Linked DNA regions of Mus musculus: region 1 is linked to region 2. A link is a contact called in public HiChIP or PLAC-seq data. All regions are on one chromosome and are shown on one strand. Each heading gives the region's core, a stretch centred on a gene start, on an enhancer-like site or on the middle of the called end of the contact. The rest is flanking DNA. Distances are from core to core; before and after follow the strand shown. Region 1 overlaps Zeb2 (zinc finger E-box binding homeobox 2). Region 2 overlaps Gtdc1 (glycosyltransferase-like domain containing 1).

What was found. HiChIP or PLAC-seq counts read pairs in DNA pulled down with a chosen protein or histone mark.
Region 1: an H3K27ac HiChIP or PLAC-seq map of VIP interneurons shows a contact between it and region 2, with 4 times the contacts expected there. The contact joins two enhancer-like sites. A contact is called at or near these places in 3 of 39 promoter capture datasets (the 3T3-L1 cell line, 3T3-L1-derived adipocytes and liver), 3 of 484 Hi-C or Micro-C datasets (cerebral cortex, cortical neurons and forebrain), 1 of 115 datasets of contacts at active chromatin or transcription factors (VIP interneurons) and 1 of 9 other capture datasets (adipose tissue).

The regions. Positions count from the first base shown.
Region 1 is chr2:44,996,695-45,001,504 of GRCm38.p6, forward strand. Zeb2 (zinc finger E-box binding homeobox 2) reads right to left here. Exons shown (of 10, transcript NM_015753.4): 7 at 2,190-2,298; 8 at 1-1,301. Among named protein-coding and RNA genes, the nearest start is that of Mir5129, 24 kb to the right of the region's middle. Within about 2 kb of position 3,392, at least 43 of the 459 cell types and tissues checked have an H3K27ac peak or open chromatin away from gene starts, as enhancers often do. A contact at or near this core is called in VIP interneurons and cerebral cortex, where this site is marked.
Region 2 is chr2:44,568,521-44,573,236 of GRCm38.p6, forward strand. It overlaps Gtdc1 (glycosyltransferase-like domain containing 1), which reads right to left. Exons shown (of 11, transcript NM_001362987.1): 9 at 2,693-2,763; 10 at 1,899-1,990. Among named protein-coding and RNA genes, the nearest start is that of Gm39806, 70 kb to the left of the region's middle. Within about 2 kb of position 2,906, at least 24 of the 459 cell types and tissues checked have an H3K27ac peak or open chromatin away from gene starts, as enhancers often do. A contact at or near this core is called in VIP interneurons and cerebral cortex, where this site is marked.

The DNA.
Region 1 (4,810 bases), core at 2,142-4,641, 430 kb after region 2:
GATGGAGTCCATAGGTTTTACAGGAGACCTGGGTAACAAAGAGTCTTTTGTGGTGGGGTTACTGTTGGGAGCTAACGGCTTGGAGGTCCTTTCCAGTGATGGTGACCTGGAATTCGAATACTGGTAGACTTTTCTTTGCTCAAACCATTCCTTCACAAATTCCTGAGGAAGGCCCACAGCAATGGAGATTTTCAGCAGTTCATCAGAGTTGGGCTCCATGTTCATAGCATAGTATGCTTTCAGTACAGACATGTGGTCCTTGTATGGGTTGATGGGGCTTGTCAGTCCTTTCTCGGAAAGTACAGATGACAAGAGGAGGGCTTTATTATCAACAAAAACTCCAGCTTTGTTGGGGACTATGTTTTCATGAGGTTGCAGGACTGCCTTGATCTCTTCATTCATCTTACACAGGTATCGTTCATGCTGATGCAGGGGAATAGGGCCCGGGAAGCTTTCTTTACAGAACTGGCATGAAAATGGAGTGGATATGCTGTGGTTCTCAATCATTTTATCATCAGTGACCAAATCTATCAAAGTACGCAACTTCTCTTTCTTTATGTTACTGATCTGTCTCCTTGAGTCGGTGGTCAAGCTCTGGAGGCAAGCTTTGGCTTCATTGACTTTCTCTAAGGTATAGTCAATAATACTTTTAGTGGCACCGTTATGACTCACTACTGGAAGACCGACAGGGGGAATATTGGGAGAAGTTACCCCTTGTTCTTCTGGCTGAGAACATGGATCCTTCATGTGATAACCTTTCAACTTTGAAATGTCTTCCGTCTTGCAGTCCATCTTTTGCCTAGAAACCGTATTGTCCACAATCTGTAGAACCTTTTGTACCTCACTCAAGTTACTATTCATAGTGGGAAATCCAAGTAAAGGGGCTTCCATCCCTACACCTAAGTGCTGCATTGGACTCTGAGCAGATGGGTGTACACCTAAAGGGCTGGTGGCTCCAAGCCCACCGTTCATAAAGGGACTGCTGCCACTAAACCCATGTGTTGCCATAAGAACTTTATAGTCATTGAAGTCTAGTGGTTCTGTTTTAATCTTAAGTAAGCCTGTCTGCTCAGACATGCTAAGTGGTTTTCCATTTTCCAACTTGTTCCTTAACTGAGTAATGGCTGAGTTAGTAGGAGAAGAAGAAACAGAATTAGGGGAAGAACCCGTCTTGATATTGTTTCTCATTCGGCCATTTACTGATATTAAACCAATACATTTCTTGCTGCTGATATGTGAACTGTAGGACCCAGAATGAGAGAAGCGTTTCTTGCAGTTTGGGCATTCGTAAGGTTTTTCACCTGAAAGGATAATTAAAATTAGCATTAGATTTCTTCATTTAGGTAACATGCAAAGTTGTCTGCCAAGATAAGAATCTGTGAAACCAAATGAAATTAATCTAGGTGTCGAATGTAGGTGGACTCTACATTCTAGATGCTTACGTCAGAGTTATATGACCATAACTATCTCTGGATTTTATCTACCCCCAGTGGACATAATTCAAGATGTAAGCTGTGGAAGGTAAAGGCTCTCTACGCCTTTTTCAGTTAGAATCCCAAATCTTGTCAGGCCATCAGCAGCCTCCTATTTAAACAGAGTGTCAGATTAATGTGTGGTCAATAGCACAATAAAGATGTCACAGTATTTAAAGGGAAGTGTAGCCATGGCTTTAATCAACTCTGTGGAGACCCCATTGATTCTACCAATTCAACTAGTTCTTTGAATAGCATCCAATTTGGTAATAAAATGCTTGGCAGAGCTATCAAACTATGTATAAAGCAGAAATCTCAGCGGTAGGATGTGGGTTTATGATGTATAGCTATCAGGAGTCAAGAAATGGTTAGCATATGCAAGTTCCTGTCCAATTTTCTCCCACTTTTTCTTGTAAGTTTAGGTATCAAAAAAAAAATGAATATCTTTCTGAAATTGCAGCCCAAATATCTCCAGGTCAAAGTTATACGGTTTTGTAAAAGTCTCTAGATTTAGCAGAAAACACAAATCAAAGCCCTTGTGAATTGTAAGAAGGATAAGCATTTATAGGATACCATAAGACTCTCCAAGACTCCTAGAGCTTATGAAATAAAGGGGTAAGCCCACAACACTCCACCCGGGACTGTGTACACTGAAAAGGTCTCCACAATCTTCTCTAGTAGGAAAGAATGCAATGCAGCGACCCCCCTGTGACTCACCACTGTGAATTCTCAGGTGTTCTTTCAGGTGGTGCTTGTACTTGAAGGCCTTGCCACACTCCGTGCACTTGAACTTGCGGTTACCTGCTCCTTGGGTTAGCATTTGGTGCTGTAAAAGGAGAAAAATGGCCGTCATCTTTGTTCAGGAGGCACAAAGGAGCTTGCTTAGGAATCTTTCCCAAGACCTCTTTTTTAGACAGGCTGAGAGGTCTGAGTTCATGCTTATTTATCTGGTCAGACTTTCAGAGTTGCAATAAAAGTGGTAATGCTGGTAATAAAATGGGAATTTTTCTCTTTTAAGAAAGTGCTTCCCGTGCACGTCGGACCCTTGCTTCACAATTACGCCTGACATCTTTTTTCTACAGCATTTCTTTGACCCTTGAGATGAGAAGTATGATTGTAGAGATGCTCATGGCTCCTTTTGGTTTAGTGCAGAATCTGAACCCTAAAGGCTTCCTTTCAAAACACGGCTGGCTTGAGGAGGAAAAAAATACTTTCCTGAAAATTATAAAATTGTTCTTTTCTTTTAACCCACACTTAAAACAAATTTTTGTGAAGTTTTCTGTTTCCAGGTAAAAGTGTAAACTAAATCAAACTGAAATTTAAAGAAATGGAGACCTCTCCCCACCCCCAAATAAAAGACAAAATCAAAAAAAAAAAAAACCCTTTGACTATAAATATTTGGTATGCCTGTTTAAATATCCCATTCACTGTGCTACTGGCCCATGTTAACTGTGTTTTTCTTAGGTGCTGCCTATCAGATTTGATTCATTATCAAATAAGAGACAACATCTTGGGTTATGTCTGCTTGAACAGCTTTATCACAAGTCAGTAGGAAAGACTTCAATGACATTTCATTTTCCGTTTTAGTAGTGTGCAAGAACCAACAGAAAAAAAAAAGTTTGCTGAAAAGACAAGTTAGAGGCAGCACAGATACCATCCAACACCGCTGACCTTTTTGAACAAGGGGGAAACGCAGTGTGACTTGAAATTCTAAGGGGGAAAAAAAAAAACAACAACCCAACAGTCATCCACTCTGGATGCTCAAGGTAGGAGGCCAGCCTTTTTCTGCAGCAATGACACAAAAGCCTTTTGCAAAAAGACAGCCCAGAAACGGTGTGACAACTGCTAGGGTGTGCTGAATCTTCCCACATTCCTAGTGAGACAGATGGTGTTACATGGGACACAGGGAGGTTTGTTCAAACAGCAGCAACCTTCAAAGATCAAGCGGAGCCCAACCCGCCGAGCGCCATTGAGGGACCAGTGCTCATATGTTGCCGAGTTGCATAAACAAACAGCAACAGCTGCTTTGTCTCCCCCACAGCCCTCAGAGGACTACTATAAACTTTAGTTGTGCCACTGTTAATATGATACAATCATTTTAATTTACTAATTGTAAATGCCATGAGCAAATGAGGGGACTTTTCAACACCAAAGCTACCATTCATAATGCGCCAACACAATCACACTTCTGCATGTGAAATTTAAAGCAGTTATACTAGATAAATATCTAGGCTTTTTTTTTTTCCTAGAGTTTTTTTGTGCATAGAAGCATGAGAAGATAAACTGTTACAAAAGTGTAACTGCACAAGCGTATTACTTATAGCTGATCTTTGGAAAACATTCAACTCACAAGTCCAATCAGAAACAAATGGTGTGATAATGTGATATAGTGCCTTAAATAGTAAAAATTTGTAACACAGTATTGCCATTCTTGCTTAATTGAGTTTGTGTCTTCTTTTCCTTATTCAAAGACAATAAGGCCTATGAGGACAAATCGGAGTTTTATAGAGAATGTCATATTTAACCATCTCAAAAATATATAATATCAAAGTTCATTTAGGGGCAATTCTGTATCTGTAGGACCAGTTATTGTGACTTATGAAACACCATTACTGTGACCACCCAACACATCATAATATCAATTTGCACAGTCAATTCTCCCAGGAGGATAGAAAGAGCAGTTTTGCTGAAACATTTAAGAGATGCTGTGAATTAGCCCTACTCAGTCATTTCAAGGATTTAAGACCCTATTCCTACCTTTCCAAGCCAGAGTTCTTATTTTTAAAACAAGTAGGCTAAAAGAGGCAGAACAATTTTGGCATTTAACTACAAGCATGTATATTGAGATGGAGTCATTTTAATTATAACCAATGTTTTTTATCATTTATCACTTTTCCAATTTATTATGTGTATATGCATATAACTTATATGGCCTTTCTATCTCCTTAAAAACATATTTCATAAATTAGTAAGCTTGTAAAGTATTCTAAGTAATTTAAAAGTGTTTCGTGACAAATGAGAGAAATATGCACTTCTTTTGCTATGTATTAGGTCCTATATAAAAAAAAATGCCTAAGCAAAACTAGGTGAAAAATGGAATTAAAATTGCTGAGATGTTTAATAATGTATAATTAAAATGCTACAATTTCATTCACTTTTTGTGGAACATAAAAATGAAACTAAAGTCAAGTTAAAGTGCAAATAAAATTTCTAAATTAGAAATTAACACACTCATTCGATCGTGAACATAAGACTATTAAATCATATTAGAAGAGACCATCAAAAAATCATTTAGACCTCAATTAAAGCTATTACCATTAAAAGATCTGCATCTTCAA
Region 2 (4,716 bases), core at 1,656-4,155:
TTGGAGAGTAATTTTTAGATAACAATTATCATTAATATCTATCAATGAGGCCATATACAAAGGTGTAGCATAGATTTATAATTACAATGCATTGAAGAATACATAAAACATACATGTAAATTCTTATAGGTTAGTAATTTAGGAAACATTGAGTTGTGGGGTTTATCATGTGAAGGCTGGAGCTTCCCATCAGCGCTAAAATGGTGCAGCTCAAGTATGAGTTATTTTTTAAGTACGTGAAGAATTTTGTATATTAACATTATACACCAAGCTAACATTCCTTCAGATTTTTTTCTATTTATTTGTAAAATAAACACTATATCCCAGAAGGGTGGCAATTCTATTGAAAAAGGTCAGCTAGAAATCTGTTTCCTTTCAAACCACAGACAACTGTTGCAGGACCTTGTGAAACAGTTGAAGACTCAGATGTAGGAAAACAGGGTTAATAGGGTTTGACCCTAACCAACATTAAAGCAAATACATTTGATGATAAAACATATCTGTAAACATTTTATCAAAAATTCTCCTGAAGCATAACAAAAAATTGGTATTTTAACTGGGAACTTACTGAAGTAGGTTCACAGCACAAACATAACTTGAATCCACTTAGGCCAAAACATCTGTTTCCTTAACTTTCATGATCTTCATGTTCTGCCTGCCTATCCCACTGGGATTGACCGATGCATGTTGTATGAGAACACAAGTACGACTGAACTGTGGAAGGAGCACACACTGGGGCAAACCTTGAGGGCCTAGACTCTTTGGAGGCTTCACAGGCACGATGCAACAGTATCCACTACGGGAGCCACACTGAAGCCTGGAACTGTGCAGTCAGCATTTTAAACTATCATGAGCTACCTTCTGAACCATCGCCAAGTTAATAGACAATGAAAGATAATGAGCTTGAAATTGGGTGTTAAATTGCATTTTTGGTTCTCTCCCTTTTTGCTGAAGTTTAACTGTTTCCTGGAGAAATAAAGTCATGTTTTCATGCATCACTCTGTAAACATGTATTTTAGGCCTTGAAACAAGAGAGGGGAAAGGCAGGAGTGTATTTCATGCTGAAGGTTATATATTAACAAAGGAAATTAGAAGTTTCTGAATTATAAAAGAACTAGATTGTAAACTACATTAGCCTTAGAAAAAATGAAGACACTACGGTCAAAGTCCATCAAAAGGTGAATTATTCATGGCCTGGAGCTACCTCTGAAACCCAGAAAGCAGACCCCACTTCAGCTCCTTACAGTGTTGTGGGGGCTCTTTGTGCTGTTTCACAGTGTAAGAGGCTGGACTCAGGTAAGGCGAGAGGGACTGCTGAAGGTACTATTGATATGAACCATTTGCCTTGACATTTTCAGCTAAGACCCATGGACCTGACTCTAAATAAATGGAATTTTTAAGTCTCATTTTAACCAGAATGAGGGGAATACAACTTTTGAAAGGTGCCTTTAAAGCAGTTCAAAAACCAACAACAAACTTCACTAATGTCATTCAGCTAAATTTTTGAGGCCTTAAGATTTCATTATGATGGGAAGAAAGGCTTATTCTTATTAGTATAATTGTGGAGTCTTCCCTTCACTTCCTTTTAAACTAATGAGTTACATTAATCCAGGTTCATTTTTATAAGCCTCTTGAGGCTAAATGTACAGGACAGTCATCTTAGAAAACAATAAATTAAAAAGCAAGCATGTAGTGTGCATGGAGTGCACGTATTTCCTAAGACCTAGGTTAATACAACTGGCATGCAGTTTAATTAATCCTTGTTAGTGTAACAACCAACACCCCTCCCTAGCATGTTTCCTTTAAACATTAGTATGTTAATTAGATGTTTTTTTTTTAAATTTTCTTTGTACTTAAATGTGGCATTTCTAGCACGTAAATTTCTTCTCAATAGCTACCTTATAAAGATGTTTTCTTATAATATCTGGCCTCTTGCAGAAACTCTTGAGCCGTTTTGAAAGCTGTTCAGGTGTGGAATACAGATACTCAGCTGCAGGAAAAACAGATACATTTTTAATGAAACAAAAACCTCAAAGCACACACTCGATATTAGTCACTTTACTAATTAAAAATGCATATTGCTCTGTGCCGCCTCATGTTTTACATTATTTAAGCATGATTTTATAAGGTTACCTCAGCTCACAAGGATGTTTAATGCTAAATAAGACTGTGTAGTTGTGCTGTTTAGACATCTCCTCTGGGTGATTAAAATACATTATTCTAATGCAGCACAATGCATATGTGATATATTTAGTGATGAGAATTTTTCAAAGAACCAGTACTGTAGCTGTACGTACTCTGTACAACAGTTGCATATTATTAACTAGTCAATTGTTTAAAGAATTTGGTATGACTTTCAATCCTCGAATTTTCTCTGTGTATATCATTAAAAAAAAAATCTGTTAGCAATTGCAGCAGTACTGACCTGCTTATAAAAATCCGTCATTATGAGATGTGTATGCTAACAATAAAGAATGCTATTTGAAAACTTGCTTTTTTTGTTATCTTAAAAGAACAGATGGTAAATATAAGCTTACTCTAATGTATTAAAACACATAAAATTTTCCTTAACACTAACATGTTGACTTGCCAAATAAACAATTGCTCCTACTTAAGTTTATTTTCAAACTTTTAGTTTAGCATGAATCCTGTATTAAATCACAACAAAGAAAAAGCACATGAAAGCAGCTACCTGGAAAGATCTCAGGATAGACCAAGGCTTTGGGACAGAGTGGGTAGCAGCCACAGTACACAGCTTCCAACCTGCAGAAATGTCAGAGAGAGGACAGGAGGACAGCAGGCGTGAGCATTACAGTCAGAAGGATCTGTCTGTCTAAGACAGCAGTGAGAGAGAGCCCAGAGCTCCCCGGGACAAAAATCATGCTCGGCTGGCTCCTAACCGCCAGAGCTGCTCTTTGCGGGAGCCTATTGACCATACCCGACTTTGCTGGGACAGAACCCGCAGCATATGCTCTGTTCACTGAATTCATCAAAGCGCAGCGCTGCATTTTTGTTGTTTCTAAAATACTGTTTAACACATTTTATAATCAGCAGATAAACACATTCAACAACATGGAAAAGTATGGACAGCTTTTCTTAATAATGCTGCAAAGACTCAGAATGTTCATTTTTCAAAAAATGTTTAAATAAAATAGCAAATACTTTAGCAGGGAAGCCGTAGAAATGATCGAGGCACTTTTAAAGCAGCAGAAAAAATTTACAATCTGTTGTGATGGGCATTTTCAGTTCAAGCTCGTGCTTGGAAACAATTTGTTATTATGCAGATGTAAAACTCTCCAATTGTGGAAAAACTCTTGTTCAGATCATTTTAATGAACATTTTGCTCTTCTGACTGAAAATCAGCTTACTTTCTATTTTATCAGAATAGTTTTACTACTAAACAAACACAAAGTTCTGCATTGAGAGTCTTCCTAGGGACTATCTCTGCGAGTTTTCTTCCTGTCCCAGGGGTAGGGGGCTAAGGAGAGGGAAGGCATTGCCCCTTGCAGTCCTGCTAGGTTTGCATAATGGCTATTGATTTGACGTATCACAAACCTTGAAGATACCACTGTCATTTCTGTTGGCTAGAAATTATGCAGTGAAATTCAAAACACTCTTTAAAATATGTTTATTTTATGAGAAACTTTGAATTGCATCCAAAATGTTGACCAAAGGCGGAATTTATTTTGAACTGCAGATTTTTTTTCAGTCCAAGAATGATCTGAAGTCATGTCAATGTTTACCTTGTTTATTTACAGTGACAGAGTACATGCAATTTAAACTGTTTTTAAGTGGGTGATGGTGTCCCTATTTTTATGATGTTAAACTGAAATTAGTTTAAAGAAAAAGTATTTACTTTGAGCTACAATTTTTGGAAAAATACTAAGTTGTTACCAAACACAATAGAAATGCAAAGGTTTTAGTTACCAATTATCAACTGCAGAAGACAAGCTATCTCACCCTTTCCTAAATGTATAAGTATGATAAGCACAGCTCTATGTTACCCTGTGCTGTAGTACAAATCATAAAACAAAAAACTTTTGAGAATGTCAACCTTGATGCACTTCACAAACCATAAAAAAAAAAAAGCAAGCCCAGTGCCTGAAGTCACTCAGTTCTAAAACGCTGTGCCAACGGAAACGCGAATACACATAAACAGTCTCTTATAATCACATAAAGTTAAGGGTAAAGTCACAGGCATGTCGGAAAGTGCAGATTATCTGCTTTTCAATAATGGATTTGAATTATTCTATACCCAAAAAGAAAATCACAGGCTGATTTTCATTTTGAGTCATCATATGAGTATATACCATACTATTTCCAAAATGCCTCTACCAATTAAAACATCATACAATAAGACAGGAACAGCATTATTTGATATAAGAGGGAAAATTAAACAACAATAACAACAACCTAGATTTTAGTTTTTATTTGCAAATAATCTAATTCATACTTAAGGTTCTAACTTATTCAACAACCAGAACAATCTCTTTTGGCTAGTTTTGACTTGTTAAAATACTAGTGTTAATATTTAGCTTGAGAGTACATTTTAAAATACATGATCAAATCTATAATATTTAAAAATAAATCACACATCATACTCATAAGTTCCTCATATTTTGTTATTCTGAAAACACTCCTGATAATACAATTATTCATCATTTCGATCCTTATGCACTACCAGTTAAATAATAAATAGGGTTCCAATTGATCTAT